Regions from separate parts of the Hordeum vulgare genome. Here region 1 is linked to region 2. A link is a contact called in public Hi-C data. All regions are on one chromosome and are shown on one strand. The core of a region is the stretch at or near the end of the contact, and the rest is flanking DNA. Distances in the headings are between cores, read along the strand shown. Region 1 has its middle 130 kb from the start of LOC123427225. Region 2 holds the start of LOC123430076 (glutaredoxin-C9-like).

Region 1 (4,256 bases), core at 373-2,872, 280 kb after region 2:
GAAGGTAAGGTGGCAGTCGTAAGGTTAACCGTGCGTGAGACCTTAAAGTGATGTTGTGTGTTACAGGCTGGATTCCTATGACTTAAGATCGGGGTCCTGACAATTTTCTCTAAGGTGAATGAAGAAGACATAATTGATACTTTCATAACCATGCAAAAGCGTAGGTAGGAGACACAATCTTCTTTGAATTCTCATTTGTCAAGGTATATAGTATGTACCATATTAGTTTTTCTATGCAAAACCGAGACATAATTAAGAATTTTAGTACGGTTGTAAGATCATATTGATCTATTTTTACGTGTTAATGATAATTAGTTAGATAATACATGTGTCATATTTGTTGTCAAAAAAAAAGGAAGCGGTCCACCCTGTTGTCAAATGCTAGCTACGTCAAGTGCCTACAGCGACGTCACACGATGTTCACACCGTGGCGACGAACAAGGCGTCCGTCGAACTGTCAGGTTTCTGAACAAGTCTGCATAGGACCCTATCATCAAACCAACGTAACACGCGTATCCGGTTGTTCGTAAACGCTCATATCCGTCCATATTTGAGTTAGATATAAACAGTGCTGGTTAACACGGATACAAGGGATCGGATTGTAAATGCTCTAAGCTTGTTCCCTAAACGGGTGTCCGTCGACAGAGGAAGACACGATGTTAGTCTTTTTCGTTGCCCAACCAATGTGATGTTGTAATGGATAGTGTCGTGCGATCTTGGGGCAGAATCATTACCTACCTGGTAGCTAGCTTTCGCCATGCCCAAGGTGTCTAGAAGAGTAAAACATGCACGCTTAATTAAAGTGTGCCGCGGCAGGCAGGACGCAGATACTCCTACTAGTACTACTACTAGCCGATGATGTGAGGCATCGATCTAACTTTTTTGGGACAGAGATTGTGCCGGTAAAGTCGTTTTTTGTTGGGTTATGTGATTATGTTCCCTGGGCCTCCTCTTCTTGCCTCTTCCTTCACTGATCAATTGTTCGATCTAGGCCCGCATGCATACTGATATTGGAATGCAACAGCACTACGTTTATGCTTTGTGCGTTTGAGCTTGCTTGCGGGGATGTTAATTTTTGTCAATCGCCCTGAAAAAAAAATGGAATGCTCCAAAGGAGAGAGCGGGAAAACGAAATGAAGAAAGATGTTCTGGTTAGTTAATACTCTCTGTAAATAAATATAAGGACGTTTAAATCATTGATGTACAGTATATAAAATCATTTAAATCATTAAATAGTGATCTAAACATTTTCATATTTTTATAAAGAAAGTACATTTTAAACATGAGAAAATCTAATTAGCACTCCCGCACCCTTTCCTTTCCGTGCATACATGTCCGAGCATTAAAAAAAGCAACCCGTCGCTTTCAACCTGCTCCACAACAACGTGGACTCTATGCATGCATGCATGCGGGTTGAAAAAATGATTTATTTCACAGATTAATAATTTGATTGAAGATTCGTCTTTACCGTTAGGTTCGTCTCGACGAGACAGTCAAAATAAGATCCCATGTTGACATGTTTCGTCGATTTTCTTTCATCGTTCCTAGTTGCCACATTTATGTCAGGAGAGCGCTAGCCATCAGACTATAGATGGAATCCATCCATCAGCCCACCTATGCACCGTACGATTGAAGGAAGCACGGACGTCCGATTTGCCTCGCATGACATCCATGAGAGGATATGATTAGCACTAATTATGGATGCTTCCCGTTAATTACGTGTTTTTGCATTAATCACTTGTAATTAGCTTCCTAACTGCTTGTGATTTGCTTCCAACGAACAAATATATTTTTATTTTTGCAGATGTGTTTTGTGCAAGGGAACATTTTTTTAGATGGCGATGTGTTTTTGGTAAATGCACTTTTCACCAGAAGTTTGCAAAGCATTAGTTTTTTCAATGGAAGCATACTTTCACGTTGTAAACATATTATTCAATCATAGAAGTGTTACTTTTATCGATGGAAGCACCCTTTCATGCAATGCAAGCATATTATTCAATCATGTGATAGAAATCCTTTTATTTTGTATGCATGAAAGCCTCATTTCTATCAGACAAAAGTATCTTTTTGGTTGCTTTAGGAAAATTATTTATTGTACCAAAGAAAATATTCACATTTGATAGAAACATTTGTTTCGTCAAAGTAATTGTCTGAAACACAAAACAAGGACAGACATCACCTCAAATTCATGTGATCCAAACAATATACAATTCTTTCTACAACATCACTAATTTCATTTATACGTAGGCAGCTTCGATGTACATTTTCAATTACTGATCATACAAGAGCTCCTCACACGTCACGAGTTCTTCAACAAGGTCGCCTTCGATAAGAAGTGATCTCTGGTCGAGCACACTCAACACAAGTAGCATTCTGTTGAAATAAAGTATGCCTTAATCGGGTGGGAAAATATCTGTATAGAAAAAATATTGGAAACAAACAATAAGCTAACATCAAGAGTGGTTGGAAACAAAATATTGCCGCAAGAAGCATGTACGATAATGTGTGAAAGAAGAATCACCGATGTTTGTTCAAGCACCCACTTGCTCGAACGAATGTGTAGACAGCAACAGAAGCACACATTTGCAATGCTTGAAGCCGGGATTCACTACCATGAAAACATATATAAGTAAATTTTAGGAGCATCTTGTATGTTTTTCATGGAAACATAAATGATATTCAATGAATCATAGATTGGTAGTGGTTCAAAAAAAATTGTTGCAAGAAAAAAAAATATGAACAATAATTTTATTATAAGAAGCAATGTTTCCGTCGTCGTAGCACAAACTAATATTGGTTGAAGCAATTGAGGTGTGATTCGGAAGCACAATTTGCAGGAACCATGGAAATATGTTGATACATATGATTCATCTGTAATTGAAGCATAGAGCATTGGAAATGGAAATCTAGCCTAAATAAACAAAGCTCAATGACAAAGAAGAATGAAAAGATAGTTCAAGTAACAGAATAAGTGTTATCTGCAAGCATGGAATTTTGTAGTTACAACAAATCAATATGAAGCATGAAAAGTTCCAGTTGAGGAATTGTTCGTAGGATGCATGTTGTATGTCAATAGTAGCCAATTTAACTAGAAGATAAAATTGAAATGAAAATTAAACAAGGTAGACACCAGCATGCAGATGCATCTTTCTTCCAACAGTACTAGAAATCCAACAATAATTGTTAGCATTTCCATGAGAAAAAATATATATATATATATTTATAGGAAGCTACACATATGTAGGAACCATGTAAAGGTTAATATCTCAACAATTCTCAACTTCATTAGAAGCATTGAACTTCGACACTAGAAAATAAAAAATAAAAAATAAAAACGACAGTCGTCAACATAGCTATGGAAGTTTGGGTGATCAGAAAACCAACAACACTTGATGATTTAATGATGTAGTACTTGGATAGAACAATTTCAGGCCAAGAATAGTCAATATTTGGCGCACATTGGACATGCGTAACTATGAATATTCCACACACAACACTAGACACCTATTACAATTTTGAAATTAAAGATCACCACACGGAGAACAATAGTAACCAAGGAAAAACAATCTTCGAATGAGAGGGGATTGATGCACTGTTGATACCTTCTATTCTGAGAGGGAGGGCTTCAAAGAGGGGAAAAGGACCGGATGCATCTGCTTGTTCTCCGACGGACGCACCAAACACATAGGAGGTTGCAGACACGTTGAGGATGGCTCACCAGCGAGGTCTCCCTTGGGGGCCATCATGTGAGAGATGGAGCTGAGAGGAGGTTTTCCTATGGATCCAGGAATCGCAGTTGAGATGGGGGCCTGGACAGCACCGATCTCGGCCAGGGAACGCATCGGTGGAGTAGAAGATGGGGTTGCCGGGCTGCTCGACGACGAGGAGAAAAGGAGGAGCCAGGGGCGCAACTGTTCGGTGAGCTCGATCTTCTGCTGGACGGAGAGGGAAGAAGAAGGATCAAGGACGGCATAGTAGGGAAAAGGGATCAGGCAAGGTGAGGGAGATATGCTGCGTTCGGGGTGAAAGATGAGCTCTAGAAAAGGAAACTGGGATTAGGGGAAAAGATCCTGCACGGACGTTGCGGGATGATTTTTTTAACTTCCTTAATTACAAAAGAGGGCTAGTTTTGAGCGTAGGATATGGAACTGATCGACGACGTTTAAGTGGTCTGATGCTTGAGTCTTGCCAGACTATGTATACGAAGTGTTTCCCTTTATGTCATCATAGTTGTCATCTTACGGATGTGCAGTTGT
Region 2 (4,825 bases), core at 1,714-4,213:
TACTCTGCAATCTGTATGCCCTTGCACGGCCTCGGTTGGACCAGGTGTGTGGATCCCAACGAGAGCGGACGGAAGAGATACGTCTTGTGCGCGTAAGCTGTTAGACATCGCATTACTCGCTACACACGCGTAATGTACAGTTGATGTGATGCTAACGTGAAGAAACAATTAAATAAATAAAACACCCAAAGAGTAAAGGCAAAAAAGGAAACGACGCCCCATCACGAACGACGCACTGCAAATACACCGTGCTAGAGTTCAGCATGTGCTGAGGATGCCATGAGACATCACCCCGTCAACTATGAGACGAATGCGACGACTTCATTAATTTTAAGATCTTGTTGCGTCTCAGTATCTCGGACATGTTTAAAGGTTATGCGTGCATGTAGATAAATATATGTGCGTGTATATGAGTAGCTGTGGTGGTAGTGTGTTAAAAAAGAGTGCCACTAGAAGACCCACGTGAAGTATATAATCGATTAGTCAGTAAACCTACCACGGCCAAAAACAATCAAAGAATGGCTCGCTGTGTGCGTGGAGCTATCTATCGCAAACATCTGATTCAGACATTAATATGATGAATCGGCACATTGCAAATGCTGGCTCAGAGGAGAGGGGGGTTGAAAACGACGGCCCGTCTGTAATTGTATGTAATGTACTGCTACGTTTACTTACGTGTATCCATGGCATATACTAGTTTTTTTGAATGTCGTAATTTTTTTTTTGAATGTCGATCCATGGCATATAGCTGAGGCTGTCGTAGCTAGTGAGCGTAGTGGTGTAGCAGCAGCGAGTGACGAAAGGGCATCGGCATGCTGCATGCTGCATGCTGCATGCTGGTACCGGGCAAAGGGCGATGGACTTTGCTTTGCATATGGATCGCCAGTTATGCGTATGCATGGGTGACGACCGACGGGACTGCTATACTGTCTAAGTGTCTATACGGGGTGCTCCTTCTCCGTCTCTTTCGACAACCCAGCGACGTGCCGGCCCTATTCACGGAAACTCGTTCTCATCACGCCATGCCCACGTACTTACGTACATCCACTGCACCCAGGCAACTTTTTCTTTTGCCTTGCCTCTGCCGTCCACCACTCCACCATGACCTCCGACATTTCAAACCTAGCGTTACAATACTACATCCCCCTTTCTTTTTCCGTTTCTTTTCTCGCCGGAAACCTTATCACTTTGCTTTGACCGGCACACATTTACATATATACTTGTATGTATCATATCACGACCACAGTACTAATTTTGTATAGTTGTTCTTCTCCATGTCGTTACTTTTCTCTTAAAATTTACATACTTGGTTCAAAGGCATATTCACGACGACTGTACATATTCACAAGTAAAGTGCACATCAAGTTTAGCAATTAACCGTGCCTGAAATATGGCTTGTCTTGTATTGGTAATGCAGGTGAGTTCATTGTGGCTCGTCACACGACCCGTGCTTGCTTGCTTGCCAGCGGCATCTAGTCTTGGCTAACCTCAGCGATTCTTACCGGCCATGACCAACGAAAGCCTGCAAAAAACTAGCCGGTACAGTGAGGTTAAAGCATCTCACGGCAACCACTTCATGCATGCTACCTCACGCCTTTGAACCAAACCCTCCAACAGCAACAGCAAAAAAAAACAAAAAAGCAAAGTAACGTTTCATGGGGCTTTGCTCTGCTGCATGTGTCTGCCATCTGCGACTGCGTGCGTACGTACCGGTACTACGGACAGTCGCGTGCATCACCTTGTATGGACGCATCTTGCGGCGTCTTCCCACTTTCCATCAATTCAAAAATTCAATATTCCACCAACAATTATCAAAATGTAACTACTACACCATGCATGAGATGCATGTACGCATCAAAGCGTAACATGGACCGAAATGATAGCATGAGTATATATGATGGAGTAGCATGCTTAATAAACCATAATACTACAATATGATATTGTAGTAACGTTTTACGGTGGACAGATAAAAGGGCGCTTGATTTATCTCAGGATAATAACACCATGTGCTGATGTGCATGCTAGCTTGCTAGGCGTCATTGCATTGCATTGCATTACATTACATTACATTGTTGGTCTGATAGATAGCTTGCTAGTATCCCTCTCCACTCTGTAACCAACTACTCCTACGTAGATAACAATCACCTAAGGAACATAAACACACGCAAATGACACGGCTAATTAAGCTTTCCTTGTTAATTATATCTACATCTCACTAGCTAGTCAAGCTCAACACACCATGCATCGATCGCACGCGTCCATCCTTCCCACAGCCACAGGCTTGGCACAAGAAAAGAAAAGAAAAGAAAAAGAAGAAAAACGACCAACACGCAAATTAAACGCCGTCGTTGATCGCCACCATGAGTTCCGGCCGGCGAGACAGCAATGCAGGTGGCCGGTCAGAGCCAGAGCGCGCCGGCGTCCTTGAGGAGCGGGACGAGCGTGCCGTTGATGTGGCACGCCATCACCTTCTCCACGCCGCCCAGGAGCCTCCCGCCGACGAACACCACGGGCACCGGCGGCTGCTGGTGGTGGCCGGCGGCGCCGGGTCCCGAAGGCAGCAGCTGCGCCAGCGCCGTCTGGATCTCCCGTCCGGCGGCGCCCATCTGGTCCAACTCGTAGACGGTGGGGCCAACCCCGAGGCCAAGCAGGAGGCGCTTGACGACGTGGCACATGCAGCAGCCGCTGGCGCTGAAGACGACCACCGCGTTGCCGCTGGCCATGCGAGCCACCCGCTCGTACACCGCCGCCTCCTGGTGGCCCTCTGCCTCCGCCACGATGCCGCCGCCCACCACGCCATCAACCTGCTGCTGCTGCTGCATCCTCAACATTTTGACGCCTCCGACCTCTCCTTCTCCCTCCCTTAGCTCTTAGCTACGCTAGTGAGAGTGTGTATATAGTTGTTAATTCTTTGTTGGCGCAGTGCAAGGGAACGAGGGTGAAGAAAACAGGGAGAGGTGGAGGTGCGTTTATATAGGATAGGAGGAGAGGTGAAGCGGACAGGGTCGATCGATGGGAAGGGGGGGTGTGTATCTCGAATCGCGAAGTGTGTCCTGATCGTTGCTGCGTTGGAGAAGGGAAGGGAAGGGAAGGGTTGGGTTGAGGGTGTGGGGGGTCAAAGAGACATGGATCGCTTTTTGCAGAGACGGTCGCGAGCTCCGCAACGAACCCGGCACACTCTGACCACGAGTACTCCACCCCATTCCACATCGGTTACAAGAGATGAGAGAGTAAAGCGAAGCGAGGTCACTGTATGTAGGCGGTAGCTTTTCATCCTAGACGAGGAGAAGGAAAAAAAGCAAAGGGATGGCCGAAAGATGGATGCATGGCTAGGCGATCCATGCATGTAGCATGCACGGCCGCTTACTCATCTTGTGCCACATCAGCGAAATCAATTGCTCTTTATTATTTGATTATTTGAAGTACGTATATACAAACACAATAGCTTGGTCTTCTTCTTCTTTTTCCCGGGGAAAAAACACAATAGCTAAATCTAAGTCACTTGCAAATAGAATTTGGGTCAATCAATTTTCGTAGCAAGGAAACAGACCGCCGGAGGGAAGGAAGAAGCAGCGGCCACTCGCCGGAGAAGCTACCCATGATCTATTTTAGGGTGGCAGGTTGCCCCGTGATCTATCTTATGGGTGTTTGACATGAGGGTGCAGTTGGCCGGAAAAGAACTGATCATGTCCAGAGTTACATGTACCTGTAGCCTGTAGGCATAGAATTGAACGCCGAGTAGACGGAGGGAACGGAACATGACAGGGCGACAAGACCGCGTCGATCGTCACGGCAGCCGACAAGCCGACAGCACGACGTCCCCCTCAGCCGCCGTTTGACTCCTGGGCCCCAGCACCACCAAACGCCGTCACGTCCGTCGTCACAAATTCACGTCTCGCGTTGCCTTCACGTGATCGATTCCCCCAGCAGGCCCGGCCGGCATGCATAACCGTCTATCATTGCTGCGTCTTCGTCACCAACGGCTCACACCACACAGCCAACACAAATAATCCGCACTCCCTAAGAAAAAACGAATAGAGCATCTTTAGCAGGTAAAACCGCGGTACCTTAAAATTCGTTTACGGGATACTGTAAATTAATTTTGCCGTAACGCCGGCTGCATGACACAGCAGATCTTGTAAAGCGTATTACATAATTTAAATATGCGTTTATGTCATCCTACTTCGCCCAAATTTAAATATACTTCATACCTAACTCGAAACATACTAAATCTAAAACCTACTACCTCCCTTACACAACGCAAGACACTTTTTTTTATTAGTGTAGTATGAAAAAACATTTTACATTATGAAACGAAGGGAGTAAAATCTAACTAGTCATCCTTCTTGACATGGAGATGATACTCCATCATGGAGTTGGGGAGGACGAACGCAAAGTCGTACTCTTCCTTGGCCGTCTCTAACCGCGCGTTGACCCCTTCTTCTCCGGCGGCGACCGCCTCCTTCACCTTGAAAAATTCGTGCTCTCCCTCCCGAAGGCGCTTGATCACCGGCTAGAGCATCTTGTCGGGACAGTCGAATTACCGCCACACCAACTGATCGCCGCTGCGGGAGACGGAGCCGCGCCCCTGCGCTTGCACGCAACACCATTCCTTCATCGGCGGGCGGATGACGGAGCTCCCGGACTCGTCGTCATGGTAGGCCCACTTGTGTGGCGGCGAGCCATTGCGAACCCCTTGGCAACCCCGCCCATGTCTAGCACGCGAAATAGGATCGGTCCTTTTTGGTTGTGCGCGTGGGAAAGTGTGACCGTAGATTGAAGGATTTGCTCGCGGAGAGGATCGATTGCGTCGGAGAGGATTTGG

Evidence for each region. A called contact is a pair of places that touch in the nucleus more often than the background predicts.
Region 1: a contact with region 2 is called in a Hi-C map of seedling, with 6 times the contacts expected there. The contact joins the enhancer-like site here to the promoter of LOC123430076 in region 2. A contact is called at or near these places in 3 of 6 Hi-C or Micro-C datasets (leaf and seedling).

The regions. Positions count from the first base shown.
Region 1 is chr2H:354,134,314-354,138,569 of MorexV3_pseudomolecules_assembly, forward strand. No RefSeq gene overlaps it. Among protein-coding and RNA genes, the nearest start is that of LOC123427225, 130 kb to the left of the region's middle. Within about 2 kb of position 1,623, at least 2 of the 3 cell types and tissues checked have open chromatin away from gene starts, as enhancers often do. A contact at or near this core is called in seedling, where this site is marked.
Region 2 is chr2H:353,852,502-353,857,326 of MorexV3_pseudomolecules_assembly, forward strand. LOC123430076 (glutaredoxin-C9-like) reads right to left here and starts at 2,964. Exons shown (of 1, transcript XM_045113989.1): 1 at 1,983-2,964. The coding sequence starts at 2,831. The coding sequence ends at 2,400.